Regions from separate parts of the Gossypium hirsutum genome. Here all the other regions are linked to region 3. A link is a contact called in public Hi-C data. All regions are on one chromosome and are shown on one strand. The core of a region is the stretch at or near the end of the contact, and the rest is flanking DNA. Distances in the headings are between cores, read along the strand shown. Region 1 holds the start of LOC107888763 (40S ribosomal protein S24-1). Region 2 holds the start of LOC107888787. Region 3 holds the start of LOC107888904 (protein tesmin/TSO1-like CXC 2).

The links. Hi-C and Micro-C count contacts between places; a contact is called where the count stands out from the background.
Region 1: a Hi-C map of leaf shows a contact between it and region 3, with 2.6 times the contacts expected there. The contact joins the promoter of LOC107888763 here to the promoter of LOC107888904 in region 3. A contact is called at or near these places in 2 of 34 Hi-C or Micro-C datasets (both in leaf).
Region 2: a Hi-C map of leaf shows a contact between it and region 3, with 2.4 times the contacts expected there. The contact joins the promoter of LOC107888787 here to the promoter of LOC107888904 in region 3. A contact is called at or near these places in 2 of 34 Hi-C or Micro-C datasets (both in leaf).

The regions. Positions count from the first base shown.
Region 1 is chrA11:109,396,186-109,401,079 of Gossypium_hirsutum_v2.1, forward strand. LOC107888763 (40S ribosomal protein S24-1) reads left to right here and starts at 1,422. Exons shown (of 5, transcript XM_016812966.2): 1 at 1,422-1,743; 2 at 2,146-2,187; 3 at 2,294-2,464; 4 at 3,456-3,542; 5 at 3,657-3,895. The coding sequence starts at 1,672. The coding sequence ends at 3,689. It overlaps LOC107888772, which reads right to left and starts at 435. Exons shown (of 6, transcript XM_016812977.2): 1 at 1-435. The coding sequence starts at 274.
Region 2 is chrA11:109,318,632-109,323,498 of Gossypium_hirsutum_v2.1, forward strand. LOC107888787 reads left to right here and starts at 1,716. Exons shown (of 4, transcript XM_041081692.1): 1 at 1,716-2,111; 2 at 2,221-3,144; 3 at 3,233-3,333.
Region 3 is chrA11:109,050,367-109,054,787 of Gossypium_hirsutum_v2.1, forward strand. LOC107888904 (protein tesmin/TSO1-like CXC 2) reads right to left here and starts at 1,288. Exons shown (of 11, transcript XM_016813175.2): 1 at 1,054-1,288; 2 at 284-447; 3 at 1-213. The coding sequence starts at 1,116.

The DNA.
Region 1 (4,894 bases), core at 172-2,671, 350 kb after region 3:
ACATTGTTTGAGAAATAATCTCGAATGGGTTTTTGTCATTTGAGCTGGAACTCAACTGGTTGTTGGAGCCCAAACTCGAGCTCGTCAAATGTTTCCTCTGCTCCGACGAGAAGAAGCATTTAACAGTGAACTTTGCCGAACGTTGACCGTTGAAAGCCAAAGTTCCAGTGAAATGAGATAGGCGAGGAGGAGAAGGAAGAGGCAAATGAAGGGGGAAATAGTGTTTCAAGTTCAAAGTGTTGGATTGGAGCAAAGAAGAAGTAGAAGTTGCCATGGTGAATGGAGAGAGATTATGAGCTTTGGGTGCGGAGATATTTTTTTGAAGAATGAGGGAAGGTGAGATCAAGAAATGATTTGGTTTTGCGGGGAATGAGTTTGGGTGAATGTGATGGTGAAATTTGAGGGAGTTGTGGCCATGATAAGAGAAGGCCGATAGTGTCATTTTGAACCTCTCATCTTCATTTGTAAATTCCCATTCAAAAGTTTTAGGTCTAATTTTGTCTTCAACCCCTCTTCTCTTTAATAATTGAAGCTTTGTCAAAATGCATCCATAAAAAATAATGAGGGTTTTCGTTGCTAAATAAACCAATAATTAAAAATAATAATCATATTTATCTATACTATTATTTAAGTCTTTAATTGAATGTTGGTATCACGAATCAACTGGACACCAACTCGATTAAAGAAATTAGAAAATGTCCTTCTATAATTAAAATAAATTATATTATTCAAGGGCGTTTTAATTTTTTTATTTAAAAGAATCAATAAAAAAACTAGGTACGATTGAATTTAAATCTATACTAATTACATTGATAATATATTATTTTTATCACTAAATCAAAGCTTTATTTTAATAAGATATTAACATTTTTATTTTATTATATATTTTTTATTACTTTCATCAATTAAATACATAATTTTTACACACATGCCCCTGTAATAAAATTTTTAATTAGTACATCATTACTAAGATCACAATCATATTTCAAGATATAGTGAAAAAATTCATGAAAAATTTTAACTAGATTTAGAGTTAAATAAATTTTACAAGGGTATAATATTCTTCCAATCCCTGTACTATTTAGATTTTTTAAAAATTAGTCTCTTTGCTTTTAACCAAAAGAATTTAGTCCCTTTACTTATTTGCTTTTAAAATTAATTTCTAAAAATTTTGAATATATGTTATAATTGTACTTTAATTTTTAAGTCAAACATTTAAATTTTAAAATACCACATATTCAAAATTAACAAAAGTTTATTAACAGTGTCATACCGATTGCAATTTAGTTTTTAAATAAGATAAAAAAAGAACTAAATTCTTAAAATTAAAAGCAGAAGGATTAAAGTTTTAAAACTTTGAAGAGTAAAAGGACAACGAGGCAGAATTAACCCTTTTAAGGGCAGACTCAAGTATTTACTATAGCCATTTGTAGAACTTAACGTTAAAAAAGGGAAGCCCCATTTAAAACCCAAGATGCAAAAACTAAAAAAGCCCAAATTCAAAACCTAAAATAAACCCTAATCAGTGATAAGTCGATTCCATAGGAAACCCTATAAAAACTTGTTTTTTCGCTATTGCTATTCTCTCTCCTTGAACTGCTGCCGCTGTTTGTAACTTTTGGTGCTTCCAGTGCGTCGAAACCAAGAAAAGAGGAAGATATTTGCTTAACCATGGCGGACAAGGCAGTGACTATTAGGACAAGGAAGTTCATGACGAACAGGCTCCTTTCCAGGAAACAATTCGTAAGCTCCATTTCCATTTTTTTCCCGCTCATTTCTTCGTTAACCAAACAATGGGCAACGTTAAATTTTAAGGCTCGGAGCTTATTTCTTTCGTAATCTTTCACATTATTTTCCATTACCTGCTTTCAGTAAGGTTTAGTTCGGCTGTAGATCTGCTCAAAGAAAGAAAATAGAAGAAAATGAGAGAAAATAAGTATTTGTTTTTTGTTAGTTTGCTTGTAGGATGCTTAATTTAGGTCTTTCCTTGATTTGTCATTTGGAAACAAGTGACTTTTTTTTTCTTACTATGAAGCCTGCAATAAAATAAAATTGCTCTTTTGGGAAACTGAAGGTCAGATGAGCTTATATATGTTTGAAATTGTTAACTTGGAAGATGAAACTTGTTATTTACTTGTTTTGTAGATCATTGATGTTTTGCATCCTGGGAGGCCCAATGTTTCTAAGGTAAATGTTTAATGATTCTCAATAACATTGTTTTATTGTCTTAACTTCCAGAAAATTGGACTGCTTGTGTTAACATATCTTTGATTTGTCGATCCTGTATTGTTAGGCGGAGTTGAAGGAGAAGCTTGCTAGAATGTATGAGGTGAAGGACCCAAATTCGATCTTTGTGTTCAAGTTCAGGACTCATTTTGGAGGTGGTAAATCTACTGGATTTGGTTTGATATATGATTCTGTCGAGAACGCAAAGAAGTATGAGCCCAAATACAGACTGATCAGGGTAATTTCTGATGTGTTTTATTTACATTTTCTCTGGATTTGTTAGTGGTGTGTCTGTTTTATTAGTAACTGCATACTGAAGTATTTTTCTCCACATAGTTTTGTTTTTGGTATTCTCAAAAAAGCAATGTTGTGATACTAGTGAGCACGGAGGCAATGTTGCCTTTTAAAAGTAACAAGATGGACTTGGAAGTAGAGCCTTTTTTATAATTTGTACTTGAGTACTGCATGGTTATGAAGAAGACGAGTGGGGGTGATTTGCATTTTAGGTTACTTATTGTAGCATTTACGTCAGTGTAGGTCATAAGCATTTTAATTTCATCAAATTGCATCATTGAATTTCTATTATTAATAAATTAAGTTGTACTAATTCTCATGAAAATGTTGGCTCAAAGAACATGTGGGAAAGCATGAAATCCCGACCTTGGTTTTGTTTAGAGAATAAGTTACTTATGCATGTTAAGATGGCTTTTAAATTAAAATTATTTAATTGAGTTTGCATAAGTAATCTAATATATTAATAATAGGAGTTCAGTGATATAACGTGATGGAATTAAAGGGTTGAGACTTGTATGATAGTTTATGTTTGTTTAGTGATCTGAATGTGAATTACCCTATAATGTATTATGTGACTATGCTGCTTTGACTTTTCACACCTATATCTGACACATACTTGAATATGGATATGAAGGCATGACCTTCGAAAGTCCTTCAAAATTTATAAAAAAATTGAATATACTTTGTATTTGATACTCACTCCTTAGTCCAAGCAACATAGTTATGCAAGGCATTGAACCAGGGCTTTCATCTTTATGTCAGCATAACTATGTAATGTTACTTTAACCTTCTGGGTTTTCTTGCAGTTATTTTCTTTTGATTCCCTATCACATACTTATTGTCTTTTCATTGTTATTAATTCCGTTTGAATTGGTTTCTTTTAAGGGCATCAAAGGTACAATGCAAGACACTAATTATTTGTGTTACTATTTCAGAATGGACTCGACACCAAGGTGGAGAAATCAAGGAAGCAAATGAAGGAAAGGAAGAACAGGGCTAAGAAGATCCGTGGAGTAAAGAAGGTAAGATTAAATTATTTCTTTGTTCTCATGTTAGTTTACCTGAACTGATTTCACTTCCGAAAAATTTGATGATCGATGAGGGTCAATTTTCTGACCATTTTGCTTGTTCTGTAGACCAAGGCCAGTGAAGCAGCAAAGAAGAAGTGAGCTAAAAGGGATGAAAGAAAAGGTGAAATCTATGTCTATCTTAGGGTCAGTCTTTTTCAACAGCTTTTGTTTACTAGCCTTGCCTCAAGTGTTTAGGTGTCCTTGAACCTGATTTACCTTTTTGTTTTCGAAAGTGGATTTTGATGTTGTATTATCTGATTGTTCTAATTTGAGTACTCTTGCAGTGCAGAATTTTGAAATATTTAGATCATATTCTTTTTTTGGAGTAATTATTTGATGATGTGAAAGATCACACAAATTAAGATTTGTTTTCTTTGGGTGCCGTTGTGTTGAAGAGAACCTATGGGTGCCTCTTGAAGTTGTTGAAGAGTGAGATTTATGGCATGCTGAAAAGTGAGTGCATGTGGAAATTCCTGTTGTTGAGAAGTAGAAGGCATGAAATGAACCCACAACTTCTAGGATTTAGAGCAGGTTATGGGATGCTAGTTCAAGTAGTGTTTTGGGTTCGAACCACTTTGTGCTCTTCAAAGCCACACCACTTTCTCTTGCTTTTCAGCAGCCATGGTTCAGCCCTACAAAGGCTAGAAGAGGTGAGAGTCTACTTAAATGACGCCCAAAGATATACTTTTTGTGGATGTTAAATTGATAATGCTAATGAAAATTACTTTGTAGAATTATATTTTCAGTCCCTCTCAAATTTATTAATCAATTTGGTCTCTCAAAAAATTTGAGCAATTTAATCTGTCAATTTCGAATGTTAACATCTATGTACAATTAATCTTTATTTTAATATTTTTGTCAAATTTACGCAATTTTAATTGGTATAATAAATTTAGCTCTTAAAAAATATGCATTTTATTTATTTTTATGAAGTTCTTTTATGTGTATTGTTTTTGGTTTTTTAAGTATCAGGATCAAATAGATCAAAAATATTTAAGGAAAGCAATAATTGTTTTTAGTCGATAAGTTATGAAATTTAGAGGGGTCAATGTGTTTAATATTGAAATTGAGAGGGTGGTTTTTAGTAAATTATTTATATGCCGACATAAAAGGTGGAAAAATTCGGCAGAATCACATTCGTAGGGGGAAATATTTAGCTTGTAGGATTAGATATAAGTGTTAATGTCCATTTACAAATTTATTTTAAAATGACTCTCTATTTTGTTGAACCTAAATTCCTTGGTTTGAATTTTTATTAAAGGCCATTCAGTATGGGCGTTTCCTTAACTTGTTGGAACTCTTCC
Region 2 (4,867 bases), core at 466-2,965, 270 kb after region 3:
GACTAATCAGAGTTTGATTGAAACAAATAAACAGAATGTAACTGAAAGATTATTTCTCAAATTTAACTGAAATATGAGTCATACTCAACACGGTATGTAAATGTAAATTATTGTTATATCGATAATTGTTTTAATGTCTTGTAAAAATTGAATTAATTTTTTTATTTATAAATATACACAAAATCATAATTCATGCATATAATTTTTAGATTTATCTCTACAAATTTTTTAAGCATTATCTCAGAGTTTTATCTTTATTGATGATATTAAGTATTTTGCATTCATTCACCTTAGCTTTGTCAAACTCAAAACTGTCATGGTGAGCATATATAAGATTCAAAACCAAGGCAAACTTGAAAGGTCAAATTTTACTCTGGTTAGGTGGATTCGATGGATTCTATTGGATGAAGAGAAGTGGTGCTTGAGATATGTTCCCAGAGAAATTAACAAGATTGCATATACATTAACAAAAATGACTTTCTCAAATGTCGAAGGTTTGCACATGTTCGAAGATCCCCTATGAAGATTCAAGAAGTCCTAAAAGAGGAAAATGCAATTTACTCAAGAATATGTTTATGTAATATTTCACTTACTTCACACAGAAAACACTAAGGCATCAATAAAAAAAATGAAATTTAAAACATAAATTTTATTCTAATTAATTGCATTCAATGTGAAGTTTACACATATTGTGATTTAAATATTTCTTTTTGAGATACGAATGTTATTTATAGATCTAGAATTAAATTTTAATTGATATATAATTTTAACATTAATTAAGTGATAATTAAAAGATATAGTAATATAATAGAAAATAAAGAGTATTCTCATCAGGTTAATTTTTTTTCAAATTCGTGCTTTTATATAAATTATAAATTATAGATTTATATTTATTAATACTAGAAATCCTATCACAATGAAAAAAATTATATTAAAATTGTTTATCTTGGTGTTGCCATCAATCTTGAGTCGGGACACCAATTCAATCAAATACATTAACATATATATATACACACAAAATTGATGGTGGTAATAAAATATAATTAAATCTTTTTAAATGTATAAAAATTTCAAAATAAAACTTTAGTTAAGTGATAAATTAAAGATTTTACTAATGCAAGTAGTTTAAGTTTAAATCTTATTTTAATTACTGATGAACATTTCCAAAAATTTCCCTAGTCAAATGGGTGACCCAATCGATAAAACCAACTCAATAAAATAATAAATAGTATAGATATATTGTTTAGTATATTAAATAAGATACAACAACTAAAATAAATTAATTTAAGGATTCCGTAAGCATATTGAAGCACGAGCTATATATGAAGGACTCACTCAAGCTTGGAAGAAAGAATTTCGTAAGGTTGTGATTGAAAGCGACAATGCATTGTTGATTGATATAATTGAGAATGGTTATGCGGTTGATAATAATCTTTATAAACTTCGTTTAATACATGTTTTATTCAAGCAAAACTAACAACTTAAGTTTCAGCATGTTTCGTGAGAACATAATAAACTGACAGATTATATGACCAAAGTCGTTCCCAGTGCTGTTAACATGTTATTAACTTTTGAAAAATCACTTAATTATATTTGATTTTTTTTAGTAAATGACTGATATTTATTGATCATCACGTGCCTCAAAGTGATTGAAAGTATAGGTAAAAAGTAATAACGATAAAGCAAAGAAAACAATAAAAGAAAACTAGGAAAAGACAAAACAGTAGAAACCCAACGGACAAAACAAGAACTGCCCCTAGAAAACAAAACCATTAATGGAAAACAACAGAAACCCCTTAAACCATGAGACGAATCAAATAACCCTTCAAAATATCAGTCGAAACAGCTTCCCCGTCCGCATAATAGAGATAACAATCACAGAGGGGAACCCAAAAGCTTTGAGTCCATCCATGGAGATTCAAAGAACCTTCTCCATATTCAAATCAAAGTAAACCAGACTTAAAATTGCTGAGTCAAAATCTCTGTTTTTTCTCCATCAATTGTTTGACAGAGCTTGAAACTTCATTCCCCCAGAATCCAGAAAACCGACTTCTCCGTCCTTCCATGGCCAAAGTGTGGGCCATGCCATTAGCCAAGCGAGGAACAAAAAGGTAATCTATTTCATCAAAACAATTTTCCAGTTTATTAATCTGATGAACGATAGATCTAATGAGAGATCTGTCTTCTACCCTTGTCATCATTTTCTTTATAACCGTCAAGGAGTCACCTTCCACCAACACCCGATGGAAGCCCATATGGATAGCAAAAAGCACCGCTAGCTCGTACGCCCTTGCTTCAGCCACGAACGCATCAGCCACATCATTAAACAGATAAGTCTCTGCCCTAATATATTCTCCTCTATGATTTCTAGCAATTATTGCTGAAATAGAAGTTCTTACCTCACTTTGAAAAGATGCATTGAAATTTAATTTGATAATACCTAACCCCGGAGGGATCTAGCACTTTCCTAATAGTGGCGAGTAAATAACTCTCAACTTTTCTTGACATTGAACTAGCTCTTGTTGGTAGCCACGAATGAAACCTAAGATATCCTGCAAAGAGAAATTAATACCTTCAAGAAATTAACTTGTTTCTTCTGAACCATAGAGCCTAAATAGAAATAGCAATAAACTGTTTGCTTTGCTTATCAGCCAAATAGAAAGTATTAACAAAGAGATCTTTGTAGCTCAAGCTACTATCAGGAAGAGCAGTTCGAATATGGAGAAACGCCATACTGAACGAAGAACATCACATGACCACAATAGATGATCCATATCCTCTAGAGCCCTCTTGCAAAGGGGATAAATCAAATCAACCCGCAGAGATCTGATTGCCAGATTACAAAAATGGGGTAGAAAATTATTAAGGAGTCTCCACAAATGTATTTTAATTTTGGCAGGAATGTGAATAGGCCAAAAAATATTGTAAAAATCCTTGTAAACCTCCATATTAGGTTTAATGTAATTATTTCTCTGTAAAAAATCAAAAACAAGGACCCGATGCCCACTTCTGACTGAGTAGTCCCCAGAACCTTCAAATTTCCACACCAGGATGTCCTCCGACCTAGATCCAGAGAGTGGAATAGAAAGAATACGTTTCACTTGATCATCATAAAAAATAATAAAGATCAACTCATTATTCCAGGTATTAGAAACATTATCCATCATATGGCTAACAGTCGTATATTATGGATGAATTTGTTGAACTGACACTCTATTTTCCTCTCTACCAGGAAGCCACAGGTCATTCCAAATATTAATGCAAGATCCATTACCAACCCGCCACAAAATTCCATCAGCAATTAATTCTCGAGCACTGCAGATGCTCTTCCAGGTAAAAGAGGGGTAAGAACCTACATTGGCTGTTAAAATATCTGAATTAGGATAGTAGCGGGCTTTAAGAACTTTGGCTAATAGACTAGTGGGCTGGGATAAAAGACGCCAAACTTGTTTTGCTAATAATGCCTTATTAAACAATAACAGATTTTTAAAACCCAGCCCACCCATACTTTTCGGTTTACAAAGTCCATCCCAATTGCTCCAATGGATACCTTTGGCTGACTTATTATTAGATCACCAAAATTTATTCATGACGCCTTCGAGCTTGTGACATAAAGATTTAGGCAAAGCGAAACATTGCATAACATAAATCAGGATCGACTGTAAAACATATTTCACAAAAACTTCATTGCCCCCTATCGATAAGAAACGTAAATTCCATCCCGCAATACATCTCCTAAAACGGTCTAAAAAATTTGGAAAGGCCCAATTCTTCTTTCTCCCCACCATCATAGGTAAGCCAAGATACTTCTCAAAATTCGAAGCAACCTTCACACCCAATGTATTAGTAATGGAGTCCTTAGTGTGAGTATCAACATTAGCCCCGAAATAAATCAAAGACTTTTCGAAATTCACTCTTTGGTCCGAGACATCCTCATACTCCTTTATAACCTCTCTAACCACCATAGCTCCCTCAATAGAGGTATCCTCAAATAGAATGCAATCATCCGCAAAGAACAAGTGATTAATCGCAAATCTACCCCTGTCAATAGTTGCGCCTTTCATAAGGCCTTTTTGCTTTACTTCAGAGATAAGAGTAGAAAACCTCCTGCACAAATAAGAAGAAGGTACGGGCTAATAAGAGGATCGCCCTGCCTTAACCCTCTGGACGGTAAGAACCGTTCACCATTCATCCCATTAAAACACACCGAATAGGAAACGGAACAGACACACCTCATAATAAGAATTATCCAATCCTCATGAAAACCCATATGAGTCATCATACCAGCCAAAAAATCTCATTCAACACGATCATACGCTTTACTCATATCGAGTTTAAGTGCAAAATTCCCATGTTTCCCTTCTTTCTTCATCTTTAAAGAATGAAGAACTTTGTAAGCAATTAACACATTATCGAAATAGGTCTTTCTAGGATAAAAGCCCCTTGGGCTTTATTGATGCAACAACCCAACATGGAACTCATACGAATAACCAAAACTTTTGCGATAATCTTGTAAATTACATTACAAAGACTAATGGGCCTAAAATGTGAGATTTTTTGCATTTTCAGTTTTGGGAATCAACACAATACGTGTTTTGTTGATAACTTCTAACTCTGAATGATCGTGCAAAACATCAAGACAATACTTAGAAATTTCAGCTCAAAAAATGTACCAGTACTTTTGAAAAAACATTGCCGAAAAACTATCAGTCTTAGGAGCTTTCAACGGGGCCATTGATTTAACAGCATTGAAAATGTCTTCCTCTGTGAATTGCTTAAGGAGGGATGCATTCATGTCATCAGTAATCCTCTTTTCCACTTGCCCGAAAATACTCTCATCGGCACTCGAATCTAAAGCCGAGAACAG
Region 3 (4,421 bases), core at 38-2,537:
TATTTTGAGGTTCCTGGCAACTCAACCGCTAAATCTGATTGCTTGTCAAACAGATCACTGCTAATTCCTTTGGATGAACCGTCATTACTGAGACATCCTGGATGCTCATCGTACAAGCCAGATTGCCCAGCAGCTTTTGAAGCTTCCTGACTTGCATTAGATTCATTACTGCTCTGGAGGACCCTAGTGCTTAAATCTGCCGAGAAATGATGCCTGAAACCAATATCATTCAGGACACTTAAAATCATGAACTAAATACAGCAATAAGAAAATTTAGTTTTACCTTTTAACTGAAAACCTGGATTCCCTATGGCAATTGATTTGTGGGGAGGGAAACAAAGATGAAGGGGACAAAAAAGCTAATGAATTGAAAGCATTATCAGTCTGACTGGACTTGGCTTGCTCAATAGGAGAAAGGCTATCAATGTACTTAAAGACAGGTGAATCCTGCAAAGGAAGAAAGCAATGTTTAAACCATAGCATGTAAGTCTCAATAACCTGATCAGCAAATGCTCATGTACACAAGAAAACAAAGAACCAAGCTAAAGATAGAGCAATCTAAACCAAACTAGGGAAAAAAGTATCTCTTCTATATCATTTAAAGAAATACCAACATTCCCAACATTTTGAAAGTATTGCTGCTCACCTCTAGTTGTATAAATTACCAACATTTCCAATGTCAAATCTCAATGAGACAAATTATAAGCATGTCAAAACTTATATATAACCCCATGAGCATAATTATTATTGGGTAAAAATTTGTAAAAAATTTACATTACACTTGTAAACACAAACATGACACGGGAAACACACAAATTCACGCTGTAGTCTGAACACAAAACCCATCAACAATTCCGACAAACATACAAAAGTAATTCAAAGCGAAAAAAGCAGAACAAATTAAACTTGACAGGCAAAACCCAAATCAGCATCTAATTATTGAAAGCCGAAATGCCCAAAACCCAGAAATCCTAGGTGAGCAAACATAATTAACAAAAACCAAAATTCTTAAAACTTTTTTTTTAAATTGCAAGAGGAAAAAAGAATAATAACCTCAAATTTGGAAAGAGAAGAAGTAGGAGTCGGAGTGATCTGGGTTTTATGTGGTGTATCCATTTTCACCAAAGGCTCCACATCTTCATCTCTCTTTTGCTTTTTTTCAAGGATTAGAGCTCAAAGCCTACGGAGACAGTCAAAGGCTCCCTTGCCTCTTTCTTTGAATTTGGTCGAAAGTGAAACCCAAAAAACAAAAAATAATAATAATAATAAGACTTTTGATTAAGGAAGCGGGAAGGCGGGAAAACAAAATGGTAATTCTATTTTCCTATTCAATTTGGGATGCTGGGTCGGTCCATCTCCTATGTTAGGCCCGTAATCAATTTGGGATGGAATTTTGATATATTGGATTTAGACAGTTGATCCGGCCCCATTCTAATGAAATCCCGTCCATTAAGTTTGGATTATCATTTAATTAATAAAGTCGTGTGTTTTGGAGTGATGATTTCAATAATATTTAAAGTAACAAAACCCCCCAAAACTTTTCTTTTTTTCTTTCCTAGCCCTTGTTCTATCCCGTAACGGTGTTGGATTCCGGATTAGTTATTGCCTATCTTTTCTTCCATCACACCAACTTTTTATTATTTATTTATTCAGTTGAAAAACGTTGATGCTTATCGTTGTAAAACCTTCACCAACTACTAACATTTTTTTTTGAAAAATGAGTTGGTCATGGATATTTAAATGGTGTCTCTTCGTTTACTTCTTAATATGTCTCTATTTTGAGGATATTTTAGAATAATAATTTATTCCACAAGTAGATTTGGACTATGATGTCTTAAGTTTTGTGCTTTTGTTGTTTCATGAGTCATACATTTTTTATGAAAATGGTAAAAGTCTTTGTCTTGTTGTGTACAAGTTTTAGCCTTGCTTTTTCAAGTGTTTTTAAAGATGAATTTGTTGTCGTTCTCTCTAGTTAGATGAATATTCAATTATTTTAATGATAACATCCACTACTTTAAACTTTCTGAAACTGATTCTCCTATCGTGATAGGAGCTTGCAATCACTTATCATGTAAAACTCCTTACCCAACCTAATGACCAACACGGTTAAGAGATGCTACCACGACATATGCATAACACTTGTTGCTTATTTATAAGTTTAATATGACTTTCAACAATTAAATAAAATCCATAAATTGAGGTTAAAAGGAATGGAAAACTTTGGAACATTTTTAAAATCATTTTGGATGATTCCAAAGGTGTTTGGACAAGTTTAAAACATAAAATGGGGTTCTAAAGGCTTAAAACTATTAGAACAATCAATTTAGAGAAACAATTATTTTAGGTATAGTAGAAACTTTTAAATTTTCTTAAACAGAATTCATTGTATTATTTATAACAATAAACTTAATCGAAATATACTTGTACTTTGTACAAAGTCGACTAAAGTCGATCTTGACTTTCTACCAAATGATTTTTTCTATTACTCAAATCACGAACTACCTCAACTGTGAGCTCAAAGTTTATCAAACAAATCACATGAAATAAAAATTTTTATTAACTTTTAGTAAGAAAGTTAATTTTCTCTATAACCAAAAACTATGCGTTCTTTTTCAGAAAATAGAATTTATTTTGTAAAATAAATTTCCAACATTTTCGAATTGAATAACGACATATGATAAGGGTTGTAAATTGCTCAACACATAATTTCTATTTATAGAGAATCATACAAGAGTTATATTCAAATAAGACTTGATTAAATAATAATATTTAATAGAAAATACAACTTTTCCTCAATTATGAGTATAGAGACAACAGCATGCCCTAGTAAATACTAAGTTTGTTGTCCTTACTCCAATTATGTGTTATATGAACTTTTATCCAAACATTTATAATTTATCCACATCAATATTTATTTTTTTATTTATTAAAATATTATCTATTTAATTAATTAAATTAATTGATTGAATTAACTAAATTAATTTATTAATTAAATAAATTTTTTAATCCAATTCTAATTTCGATAAAATTAACAACTTTATCGTATTCGAATCTATGAAAATATATATTTAATTTTTCTATTCAGCAATTTATAATAATTAATAAATTTAATTTCATCTTCCAACTTCAATGTTTAATTATTACTAATTAATAATAATTTACAAAAGCCACTTCATGTGATTAATTTTATGAGGTAATTCTTCCTCATTCTCTTGATCTCCACTTTTCTCCCCAGTGTCTCTTTCTTATCTTGTTGGTTGATCCTAAAATTTTGATTAATTATGAAAAAAAACCTATTTCTTTAATTATATACATAAATAACTTGAAATGAAGAGTAAAAATTGATTGAGCCAAAGAGAATGACGCACCAACATACCATGTCAGCCATCAAAATAAAATATTCAATTTTTGGTGGTGCCAAGAAAAATGGCATCACTTGTATAAATATCAGGAAAATACTGTTATTTCTCAATAATTATAGGACTTTGAAAAATTCATTTTTTGGTGGAGCCGATTAAGTATGGCTCCACCACTTTTTTAATGTTTCAAGGGTATTATTTTTTTGGGAGGTTTTTAGATTTTTTTAAAAATGTGATTTTGTCGGGTGGCTCCAATTAAAATGATGCCACCACTTTATTTATGTTGTGTCAACATTTTTTTTAGTTTTATGATAGTTTTAATTTTTTAGTTTTTTAATTTAAAAAATATTATTTTATTGGGTGGAGCCATTTGAACCCGTCACCGCAACACAAGCAAGTTTCTCAATGCTATTAAATTGTTGCTCGGATGCTGCCAATATTGATGATCTCATTTGTGCGGTTCGATTTGAGATTCCTTACAACCTTTAAATATCCCGATGACTCAGGAATTCCAAATAATCTACCCATTGGTTGTATAATCAATTTAAACTCGTTATCGTCCTACCACGACTAACTAAAACACTTACATAACCAATTTGAATTTGTTGCCGAATAAATAACTGGCATCCGAAAATAACTATTAAATTTACCAGTGTCAAAGCTCTACCAAATTATCGTTAAACAAAACATACCTTCAAATTAAAAAAATTACTAAATAAACAAAAACACAAATACATAGAAAAAAAGGCTTATCATTTTTCTCCCAGTCATCCTCTAACAAAATAAAAATTTAAAAAAATTCTTTAACTTAAATTGATCTGTCATTGGGGTTATATATAACTATTTCATCACCCCAAAGGAAATGGCTTCACCAAATAAAATTTTATTTTTTATATTTAAATTTAAAAAAACACATTTTAAAAAACAGGTACTTACATTGGTGGTATCATTCTTAATGACTCCACAAAATAAAATATAATTTTTTTATATTTAAATTAAAAAAACGCATTTAAAAAAAAAACAAGTACAATACACTGTTGGCGCCATTATTAATGACTCCAT